Linked DNA regions of Mus musculus: all the other regions are linked to region 2. Evidence: chromatin contacts called from public promoter capture Hi-C data. All regions are on one chromosome and are shown on one strand. The core of a region is the stretch at or near the end of the contact, and the rest is flanking DNA. Distances in the headings are between cores, read along the strand shown.

What was found. Promoter capture Hi-C pulls out the DNA fragments that hold promoters and counts their contacts. Capture Hi-C pulls out chosen DNA fragments and counts their contacts.
Region 1: a promoter capture Hi-C map of pancreatic islet shows a contact between it and region 2. A contact is called at or near these places in 5 of 39 promoter capture datasets (cranial neural crest, hematopoietic stem and progenitor cells, liver and 2 more), 2 of 484 Hi-C or Micro-C datasets (B cells and CD8 T cells), 4 of 130 datasets of targeted methods (bone marrow-derived macrophages, extraembryonic endoderm stem cells and intestinal villus epithelium) and 3 of 9 other capture datasets (adipose tissue, liver and pancreatic islet).
Region 3: a contact with region 2 is called in a promoter capture Hi-C map of hematopoietic stem and progenitor cells. A contact is called at or near these places in 9 of 39 promoter capture datasets (the 3T3-L1 cell line, the C10 cell line, cranial neural crest and 4 more), 1 of 484 Hi-C or Micro-C datasets (bone marrow-derived macrophages), 5 of 130 datasets of targeted methods (embryonic stem cells, extraembryonic endoderm stem cells, intestinal villus epithelium and 1 more) and 2 of 9 other capture datasets (adipose tissue and embryonic stem cells).

Annotation. Positions count from the first base shown.
Region 1 is chr19:36,918,002-36,921,132 of GRCm38.p6, forward strand. It overlaps Fgfbp3 (fibroblast growth factor binding protein 3), which reads right to left and starts at 1,598. Exons shown (of 2, transcript NM_028263.1): 1 at 1,571-1,598; 2 at 1-1,276. The coding sequence starts at 1,215. The coding sequence ends at 463.
Region 2 is chr19:37,332,583-37,335,907 of GRCm38.p6, forward strand. It overlaps Ide (insulin degrading enzyme), which reads right to left and starts at 1,962. Exons shown (of 25, transcript NM_031156.4): 1 at 1,950-1,962. The coding sequence starts at 1,962.
Region 3 is chr19:36,944,496-36,947,576 of GRCm38.p6, forward strand. It overlaps Btaf1 (B-TFIID TATA-box binding protein associated factor 1), which reads left to right. Exons shown (of 38, transcript NM_001080706.1): 2 at 717-840. Among named protein-coding and RNA genes, the nearest start is that of Btaf1, 20 kb to the left of the region's middle.

The DNA.
Region 1 (3,131 bases), core at 348-2,847, 410 kb before region 2:
TTCTCAAGTTGAAAACCAAGAAGATCTTGAAATATTCAACATGGTTCAGGTTCTTACTCACAGTTACATTTAATGAAAATGTGTTGATATACATTGTATCCCACTTCCTAGGAAAGATTCTCACCTCTTTAGTCACTTCATTCTTGCTAGTCTCAGCTTCTCTCCCTAGTCTACAATTTTCCCATACTTGATATAAATCTATTTGTTTCCACTTTTTCTTCTGCTCTTAAATCAGAGCTGAGATGCTTTAAAAAATAAAAATAAACATAAAATAAAAAACAAAAGCCCTCTCCAGCTGCTTCAGATTCTTCTTACCCTGACCCCTGACCCATTTTGGAATCCCGACTAGCCGACTAGCTTATTCTCCATCCCGGTTCCCTGTCCAAGGACATCTCCCGCCTCGGCTGCGCTACCCTCTGCTTCTCAGCACCTACCCCTAGTGCCCCTTGCCAGCCCGCAGCCTCAGCCATTCCAGAAGTTGACAAAGAAGTTGCAAAGGGAATGCCACTTCTCGGTGCAGTAGGTCTCAGTGAGCTCGGCATTCTGGTCCAGCCCATTGGGTTGGAATCCGGCCGCCGCAGGAGGCTCCGGAACTGGGTCTGAGCCCGCTTTCCTCCCGCCCGAGTTGGACTTCACTAGCAAGGGCTTCTTTTCCGGCTGGGAGCTTGGGGACCGCACCGACTGTCGCGACCGAGCCGGGCTCCGCGCCCTGGACCGGGGCGGCTCGCTGGGACGCGCGGGTAGGCTGGGGTGAGCGGGCGAGTGCAGGTCTGAGCCAGCCGTCTTGCGGGCGCACAGGCGTGGCGGCAGCGGCGCGGGGTCCAGGCAGGGCCGTGGTCTCCTGCGCAGCGCGCCCAGCAGCCGTCTCCAGTAGTGCGCGCGCCGGGCGCCGGTGGCCGCGCAGCGCTCCGGATGCCCGCGGTAGGCGCAATGCAGACTCGCCCCGCCCGGGGTCTGGCAGCGCAAGGCCAGCTCTCCGCCAGTCGGCGTCCCCGGGGCGGGTACCAAGAGCTGCCAGCTGCACGCGTGCTGCTCTGGACTCACGAAGCGACCGGAGGAGCCGACCGTGGGTCGGGAGGCCCGGGTCACTTCCCTGCCTGCTGCCCCCTTGTCCCTCCCGGCAGCCGAGAGGAGGCAGCCTCCCAGCAGCAACAGCAGCGTCAGCGGGGAGAGCGACGCCCGCGGCCTCGGAGGACTCATGCCCGCGTTGGCCATGCCACTCTGGGATTCCTGGGACCTCAGCGCAGGCAACAGGAGGCAAGGAGCATCCTAGGATCTGCGAATGAAGGCTACGGATGAGTCCCGCTCAGCCCTCTCCCTGGACACAGGAACCTGCCAACTCTCCTGACCGGACTTTCCCGAAACCAGTGTTCTCAGTTAGCAGGGAGAAGCCCCTTTAAAGAGCTGTCTGTCCTAAGGGAACAACTTAATGTTTAAGGAATCGTTTTTTAACATTCACTAAAATAGAAAAATGAAGTTTAATGATCACGCAACCACACACCCTCCACCCGTCACCAAACTGTCTACAAAATTATTTCAGATTAATCGGATACATGTACTTTTAGCTTACCGAATTCTAGAAGAGGTGGAAGGGCCCTATTGGAGTAGAGCGAATGACTGCATAAGGGATTAGTCTGTTTTAAACGGCTGTGAATGAACCTGTTATCAATGGGACAGAAGGGGCCTCCCCCTTCATGCCCCTCCCAGACTTCTCTCAGTAGGTTTCGGCCACTGCTAACACACACAGAAGATACACCCGCGTGCAGAAGCACGCGGAAGTGATAGAAGCAGCCATGTGACATGAAATATAAAATGCTGTATTTTGCTCTCACCGCTGAAAATAAGACAAATGTTAACAAAACTTTCTTTCCTTTTGAAACTTGTACATATTTATCTGGTCTATATATAGTTAAGAAAGATGAAATGAAACAATAATATTCAGAACCAGATGCTATTTGCAGGTTTTTTTTTGTTTTGTTTTGGTTTTTTTCGTTTTGCATTGCATGTATTTCTTCTGTGTGTGTGTACCCCAGAGATCCAACTCAGTTTGTAGGGCCCGGTGGGGTGACAAGTGCCTTTGCCTACTGAGTCATCTCAAAGGCCCCACTATTTTCAGTCTTTCTATTTATCATGTCACTCAGTTCTGTATTTTCATCAGTACATCCAAGTAGGGACATTTTGGTTTTTAACTATTTGGGATATGATAGATTAGTTCTAAATATTTTTTCAGAACTCAAAGGTCCTAAAAGGAATGATTTGCTTTGTGGTAGAAAAGTAATACAAATTCAAGTGGTGTAATGTTTAAGTAGTAATCTGTTCTTTGTATGCCTCTGTAGGAGGATAGAATTTGGGTTGGGTTAATTTTGCTGTTGTTTGTTTGTTTGTTTTTGGTTTTTCGAGACAGGGTTTCTTTGTGTAGCCCTGGCTGTCCTGGAACTCACTTTGTAGATCAGGCTGGCCTCGAACTCAGAAATCCGCCTGCCTCTGCCTCCCGAGTGCTGGGATTAAAAGCAAGCGCCACCACCGCCACCCACCTGCAAATTTTTTTTGTTTTGTTTTTTTTTTAAGGTTTATTTATTATTATATATAAGTACACTGTAGCTGTCTTCAGATGTGCCAGAAGAGGGCATCAGGTCTCATTATGGGTGGTTGTGAGCCACCATGTGGTTGCTGGGATTTGAACTCAGAACCATCAGAAGAGAGTTCTTACTCGCTGAGCCATCTCGCCAGCCCAAGGTTTATATATATATATATATAACATTTATAAAATAAAAAGAGAATTTTACATTTGTTTATTGTTTACTTGGTGTGTGTGCTCAAATGCTACAGTATACGTGAGGAAGTCAGAAGACAAGTTTCAGGAGTCTACTATCTCCTCCCACCTTGCAAGTCTCAAGAATTGAAGGATTCAACTCAGGTGGTTAGGTTTAGCAGCAAGTCTCTAATTTGCTGAGCCATCTTAGAAGACTCCCTTTTTAAAAACAGGGTCTCTTGGATCTTGAGTTTATTGTGTATCTGACTGTGACCTTGTATTTTAAGCAAAGTTATTTTTAAGCTTTGGGATTTTATATTCATCTCACTTTTAGCTCCATAGTATGTGGTCTTTTTTTACTTTAAGAGTATATTGCCGG
Region 2 (3,325 bases), core at 712-3,211:
GCATCAGCTCCTGCTTCCTGACCTGTTTGAGTTCCAGTCCTGACTTCCTTTGGTGGTGAACAGCAATGTGAAAATGTAAGCCGAAAAAACCCTTTCCTCCCCAACTTGCTTCTTGGTCATGATGTTTGTGCAGGAATACAAACCCTGACTGAGACAGAGAGTAAGGTGAGAAGTTGTGTGAGAATCTATACTGAATCAGTCAAATTGCTCAATTTGGTAGATTCTATGATAAGGCTGATCAGGAACACACATATGCTCAGATCACATGGAATAGCCTCCACGAAGAACAATGCTGGGAAGTATTTCATAACAAGATAAACAAGCTGCATTATGAAAGCAGCCAAAGCCAGGAATGAAATAATGCAAAGCCGGGAAGCCTCAAGTGATTTTTGTAATGTGTTAAAGCGCTGCTGGGACAGGACGTGTCTGGACACCTCATCTTTCCAAGGACTTCCTCAGGCAGGTCTTCCCTTTCTTCTCCAGGGAGGCTGGAGACAGTGATAGAAAAAAGCAGCACCAGCAAATGGGACTTTACAGGGTTCTTATTGGGGTTGGTACAATGAAGGGACTCCAGATTGGAGGTTTTGCATAGTTTGGTTTCGGTTTTGTTTGTTTGCTTGCTTGCGTTAAAGTAGGATAGATAGTATTTTTGTCTAACTAGGAACTGATTAAGAGACAAAACATTAAAACTCAAATATCGGCTAGTTCACATTCGAAACAGGTAAAGTCAAAACACATCTGAAACTACGGAGAAGAAATGAACCTATGCTAGTACCCTGGCTTCTTACTTAGAAGACAAAAGTAGATCTTTAGTAAAGACTAACAGCCAGGGCTTCTGACACACCTCAGAGGTAGAACACTGGCCTAGTATGCATAGATAGTCCACACTATAACAATGAAAAACAAGTAATCGGACCAGTAGCCAGACCTAAAGATAAACCACAGGAAACATAAGTAGGTGTGCAATTATTTAGATAAAAATAGTGTGTGAAAACCTCCAGACATGGGTTTTAGATGACGCAGCGGCTACGCCCTTGCCACGTAAGCATGAGAACCAGAGTTCAGATCCTCACAACCCACAGAGCTGTCAGGTGGGTGGGGTGGCTCACCTGTCATTCCAGCCTCCAGAGGTGAAGCCTGGAGATCCCCAGATCAAGCTGGCTAGCAGGGCTGGCCTCATGGGAAACTATGGGCTTGCCAGAGAAACCTCACTCCATCAGTTACAATGGAAGAACAATCAAGGATCAATCTTAGGCTTCCATACACAATTTCTAGCAGAATATTTTCCTCTTTGAAGTTATATGTAATTGTGTATGTAAGCAGAAGAAAAGCTGATATGCCAAAGACATTGGCTATTACCACATTCTCATAGATCTTCTTTTCAGAAATGATGCTTAGATTTTGTTTGGCTGGGTTTTGTTTTGTTTTTGTAAGATAGGTTGTTCTCTTTACATAGCCAAAGCTATCCTCAGATTCACTGTCCTCTCACCTTGGTCTCCTAAGAACTAAGATTACAAGTATGTACCGTCATTCTTGACCGATATTTGGTATTTTAAAGATCAATACTGTAAGTAATACTAAATGTATTGTACTGATTTTAAAACTCACATAATGCAGGACTAGGGAGATGGCTCCATGATTAAGAGTGTGTGGACTCAGGTTTAGTTCCCAGAACCCACCAAGTGGCTCACAAACATCTGTAACTCCAGTTTCAAAGGCTATGTCCTCTTCTGGCCCCTACAGCACCAGGCACACAAGTGGAGCACATACAACATGCAGACAAAGCACACATATAAAACAAAAAGTTTTACTCATATCGTGCTTTTATACAGGCAATGCTAAAATGCAAATATTTTCTTTAAAAAACAAAGTAAAGGCTAGAGAGATGGCTCAGCCCTTAAGAGCACTGGCTTACTCTTCCAGAGGTTCAGGGGTTCAATTTCCAGCACCCACACAGTAGCTCACAACTGACTAATTCTAGTCCCAGGGAATCCAATGCCTTCTTCTGGCCTCTGCAGGAACTAGGCATGTATGTGCTGCACAGACATGCATATAGACAAAACACCCATTCAGAAAATAAAAATAAATATTTCTTAATGTAAAATACAAAACTGGGACCAGGGAGATGCCTTGGTCTACAGAATGCCTACCATGTAAGCAGGTGGAACTGAGTTCAGGTCTCTGAGGTCAATGTAAAAGCTGGGTGCTTCAGCTCACTCTAACCCCAGTACCGGGGTAGGGAGACAAGCTGGTACCTAGAGCTCAACCAGCAGCTATTACTCTGGATAAAACACTGTATTAACACCTCAAGACAAGGGTCTAGGGGATGGCTGTGATTCAACACTGGCTAAATAAGCTTGAGGACCTGAGTTCGGGTCCTCAGAGCCCAAGTACTTCTGGCTCTAATTCCAGGCTCTAAGGTGGAGTCAGCAGATCTCCAAAGCAAGCTAGCCAGCAAGCCTAATCAGACTGGGAACTCTGGGTTTGACTGGGAGACCTTGCCTCAGTGAATAAGCTGGGGCTGGTGAGATGGTTCAGTAGATAAGGGTGCTTGCCACCAAACCAACCTAAGCTCCACCCTGGAACCCAAGGAGCACACCAAGCCCTGCATGCCGCCTTCTGACTCTACCTGTGCACCACAGCTCACACGTATCCACTCACATGTGCAGAAATAAAACAAACAAAGTAAGGTGGGCAATGACTAAGGAATATACTGCACATCACATCAGCCTCAGCTTCTACACACATATACACACAAACACACACACACAGAGAGAGAGAGAGAGAGAGAGAGAATTTGGAAGTGAGACACCTGTTTAGGGAATGGGGTTGTATGTTGTATGTGTTGTAACCCAGACAGGCCTTATACTAGAATATGTAACTGCTGATGATACTGAGTTCCTGATCTACCTCCCAAGTGCTGGGATTCCAAGCATCACCAACATGTTCCACCATGCCCCAGTGACATGCCATTACTAACAACTGTTTCCTATATCTGTAGCCATAATGCAAGAATTAATAAGGAAGATGAATATCAAAGTCTAAAGCTCAGTATTTGTTACAAAACACATGCCTCAGGATAGCAAAGACGTGTGCTTAAGACTCCAGATAAGGGCACACAGATGTGTTTGGTAACAAGTCTGGGTACTTCATTCTCAAAAGACAAATTTGTTTAAAAGTAGCAAATGCCTTCAGTACCTTGTTTTAAAAACTTTGAGTTCAATATAGAATCACAATTTAGAAATGTTACTTTCCACCAGGCAGTGGTGGCGCATGCCTTTAATCCCAAGCACTTGGGAGGAAGAGGCAGCACTTGGGAGGTAGA
Region 3 (3,081 bases), core at 401-2,900, 390 kb before region 2:
CTAGTTGTGCTTGGGCCTCCCACTGTTTCTAAGTTAACCTTGAGTTATAACCAAGCCATGTTATTCATTTTGCAAGTTATAATCTTTCATTACTGCTAGCTCTTTTAAAATTTCATTTATTTATTTTTTATTTTTTGAGAGAAGCTCTCAAAACTAAAATTGAGCTCGCTGGACTAGAACTCACTCACTACATAGCTTTAGCAGCCTTGGGTCAGACAGTGTTGACTCCCTCCCCGCTACTGGGATTATAGGCATGAGCCACCACCCCGAGTTCATTGTGGGTTCCCGTTCCTTCTTCTTCCTTGAGAGGAAAGATAGGCATCTCTTATACCCACAGCTTTTAAGGTTTTTCTGGTTTTTGTTTTTAATCTTTTGTTTGTTTTTGTTTCTCTGTGTAGCCCTGACTGTCAGAATTCAGAAATCCGCCTGCCTCTGCTTCCCAAGTGCTGGGACTAAAGGCCTGCGCCACCACCGCCCAGCCGTTTTTAATCTTTTTGAGGCAAGGTTTTGTATAGCCCAGGTTGGCCTTGAATTTTCTCTGTAGATTTGGTTGACCTTTAACTCTTGATCTTGGGCTTCTCGGGTGTGGGATAACGGACACATGCTGCCACACCTGGCTCCCAGTGTAGGGCTTTGCTTACAGGTTGAATACATTTTCTGGCTCAAGCTTATGAGGAAACACATTCAGATTAACTGTTGTATTTCTGCTGTTATAGGCTTGATCGTCTTTTTATCTTACTGGATACTGGTACTACTCCAGTTACAAGAAAGGCTGCTGCACAGCAACTTGGAGAAGTGGTGAAGCTTCATCCTCATGAATTAAATAATTTGTTATCTAAGGTAAGAACTCAGAGTTTTCTTAATGTAATACAAGTATAAAAACTTGTCTGTGGGCAGATTAACAATAGGAAAGGTAAAAATCGTCCTAAGTGACCTTGGGGTCTCTAAATTCCATTAAATATCTTTAGTTCTCAAAATATTTTTCAAAATTGCTATTTGTTTAAAAGATAAATCAGTTTTAGTTGTTTAAGGGATGTGTCAGATATTGAAACTTTTGCTTGTGTGACAAATTTGAGTCTGACCCAAATTGTTAATGAACTAAGTTGTTAATCCGGTTTGTTAGTGGTCTAACTTGTTCTTAATGGCTAGTAATTATATGACAGTTGGTAGTTTTCAAATGGGTGAGTGCTCATGGGTAATACTTGAATATATAAGATACTAACTGAGCTGTTAGGAATGGGAGATTTTCTGCTTTGGTAGGTCACTGTTTCTGTAATCTTAGTATATGTTTTTGCCTATGCAAAGGCCGAATTTTTGCTTAATTCTGTGGGTATGTTAAAGTGTACCTATACATTGATATTTGGCAAATGTTAAATTCCTTGGCATGCAGAATAAAGCAGTGATAACTTTGGGATGGTGGGAGCATATGGCTGCCCAGGCAGTAGAAGCCCTAAGGGAGTCTAGTCTAACCAACCCTCTCCTTTCATTCTCACTTGTCTCTCCATCAGGCATAGGAGTCAAAGTTATAAATCCCCTTCAGTACATACAAATGTATACTTGTGACTGCTACAGTGTTACACATTATTTAGACTTTCTAACCAAGATGGAGAGGAAGAGACTGACTTGGTACCTGTAGTCCCCTCATTCTCAGAATGGAAAAGAATGCATATTAGGTATTATTTACTCACCTGTAAGGTGAGTGGAGTGGAGTGGAGAACTGAGAACTGAAAGAATGTTTCTTGCCTTCCAAGGGAGGAGTATTCTCACCCCCTCCCTCCTTTTGAGTTTTTCAAGACAGGATTTTTTTTTCCCTCTTCTCTGTGTAGCTTTGGCTGTCCTAGAGCTTACTTTATAGATCAGGCTGGCCTTGAACTCAGAGATCTGCCTACCCCTGCCTTCTAAGTGCTGGGATTAAGGCTTGTGTTTAAGGCTTGCGTCATCACTGCTTGGCTCAAGAGTTTTCTTTTTCTTTTCTTTTCTTTTTTAATTTAAGATTTTTTTATTTTATGTAGTTAAGTGTTCTATTTGCATGTAAATGTGCATGCCAGAAGAGGGCATCAGATCCCATTATAGACAGTTGTGAGCCACCATGTGGTTGCTGGGAATTGAACTCAGGATCTTTGGAAGAGCAGCCAGTGTAACCACTGAGCCATCTCATCTCTCCAGCCCAGGAGTTCTGTTCTTAATTCTGACTTCAACACATTGACTGCAGTCACATTGTTCTAAAATGTTTGTCTTTGGCACCTTCTTGCCTTCTCTCTTTTCAACTCTTACTCTTAACATTTTCCTGCTCTCTTTGGTGTGGCTGTACAGATCGATGGCTTAGAGTGAATTCTTGCTGCTGCTGCAGAACTGGGTTTTGGTTTCCATACATGCACATGGTAGCATGTAAACTCTGTAACTCCACTTATAGGAGATCCTATTCTATCTCTGGTCTCCAAAAGCACATGTAGGTGTCCATACATGAATACATGCATTCATGCATGCATGTGTACATACAAGAAAATACTTAATGTATAAAATAAAAGTAAGTAAACACTCCTATCCAATTTACAACCATTAGATATATGTTTCTGCATATTTAGTATATCATTTTATGTACAGCAGGCATCACAGCAATCTAATTTTTTTTTTATTATTTATTTTGTTTTTTTTTGAGATATTGTTTCTCTGAGAAGCTCTGGCTGTCCTGCAACATACTCTGTAGGCCAGACTGGCTTTAAACTCAGAACTCGGAGATACACTTAGCCTCTACCTCCCAAGTGCTGGGATTAAAGCCTTTACCACCATCATTAGGTACAGCAATTTAATTTTAAAATGTTTTTATCACAATAGAAAGATGCCATATTCTTTTAGCAGTTGCTTTAGCACATAGTCCGTATTTAATCACATCTTCAGCTCTCGCAGTCATTTAGCTAACTTTGTAGATATGTCTATTTGTGCAAAGCAAATTGTGCAGTGTGGGATCTCTTATGACATGTTTCATGTAAAATATTGTGTTCATTTTATAGTGTATTTTATTCCTCTATATTGCAAGATGATATTTAATTCTGTGGATATGAATGGACAGAATTTACACAG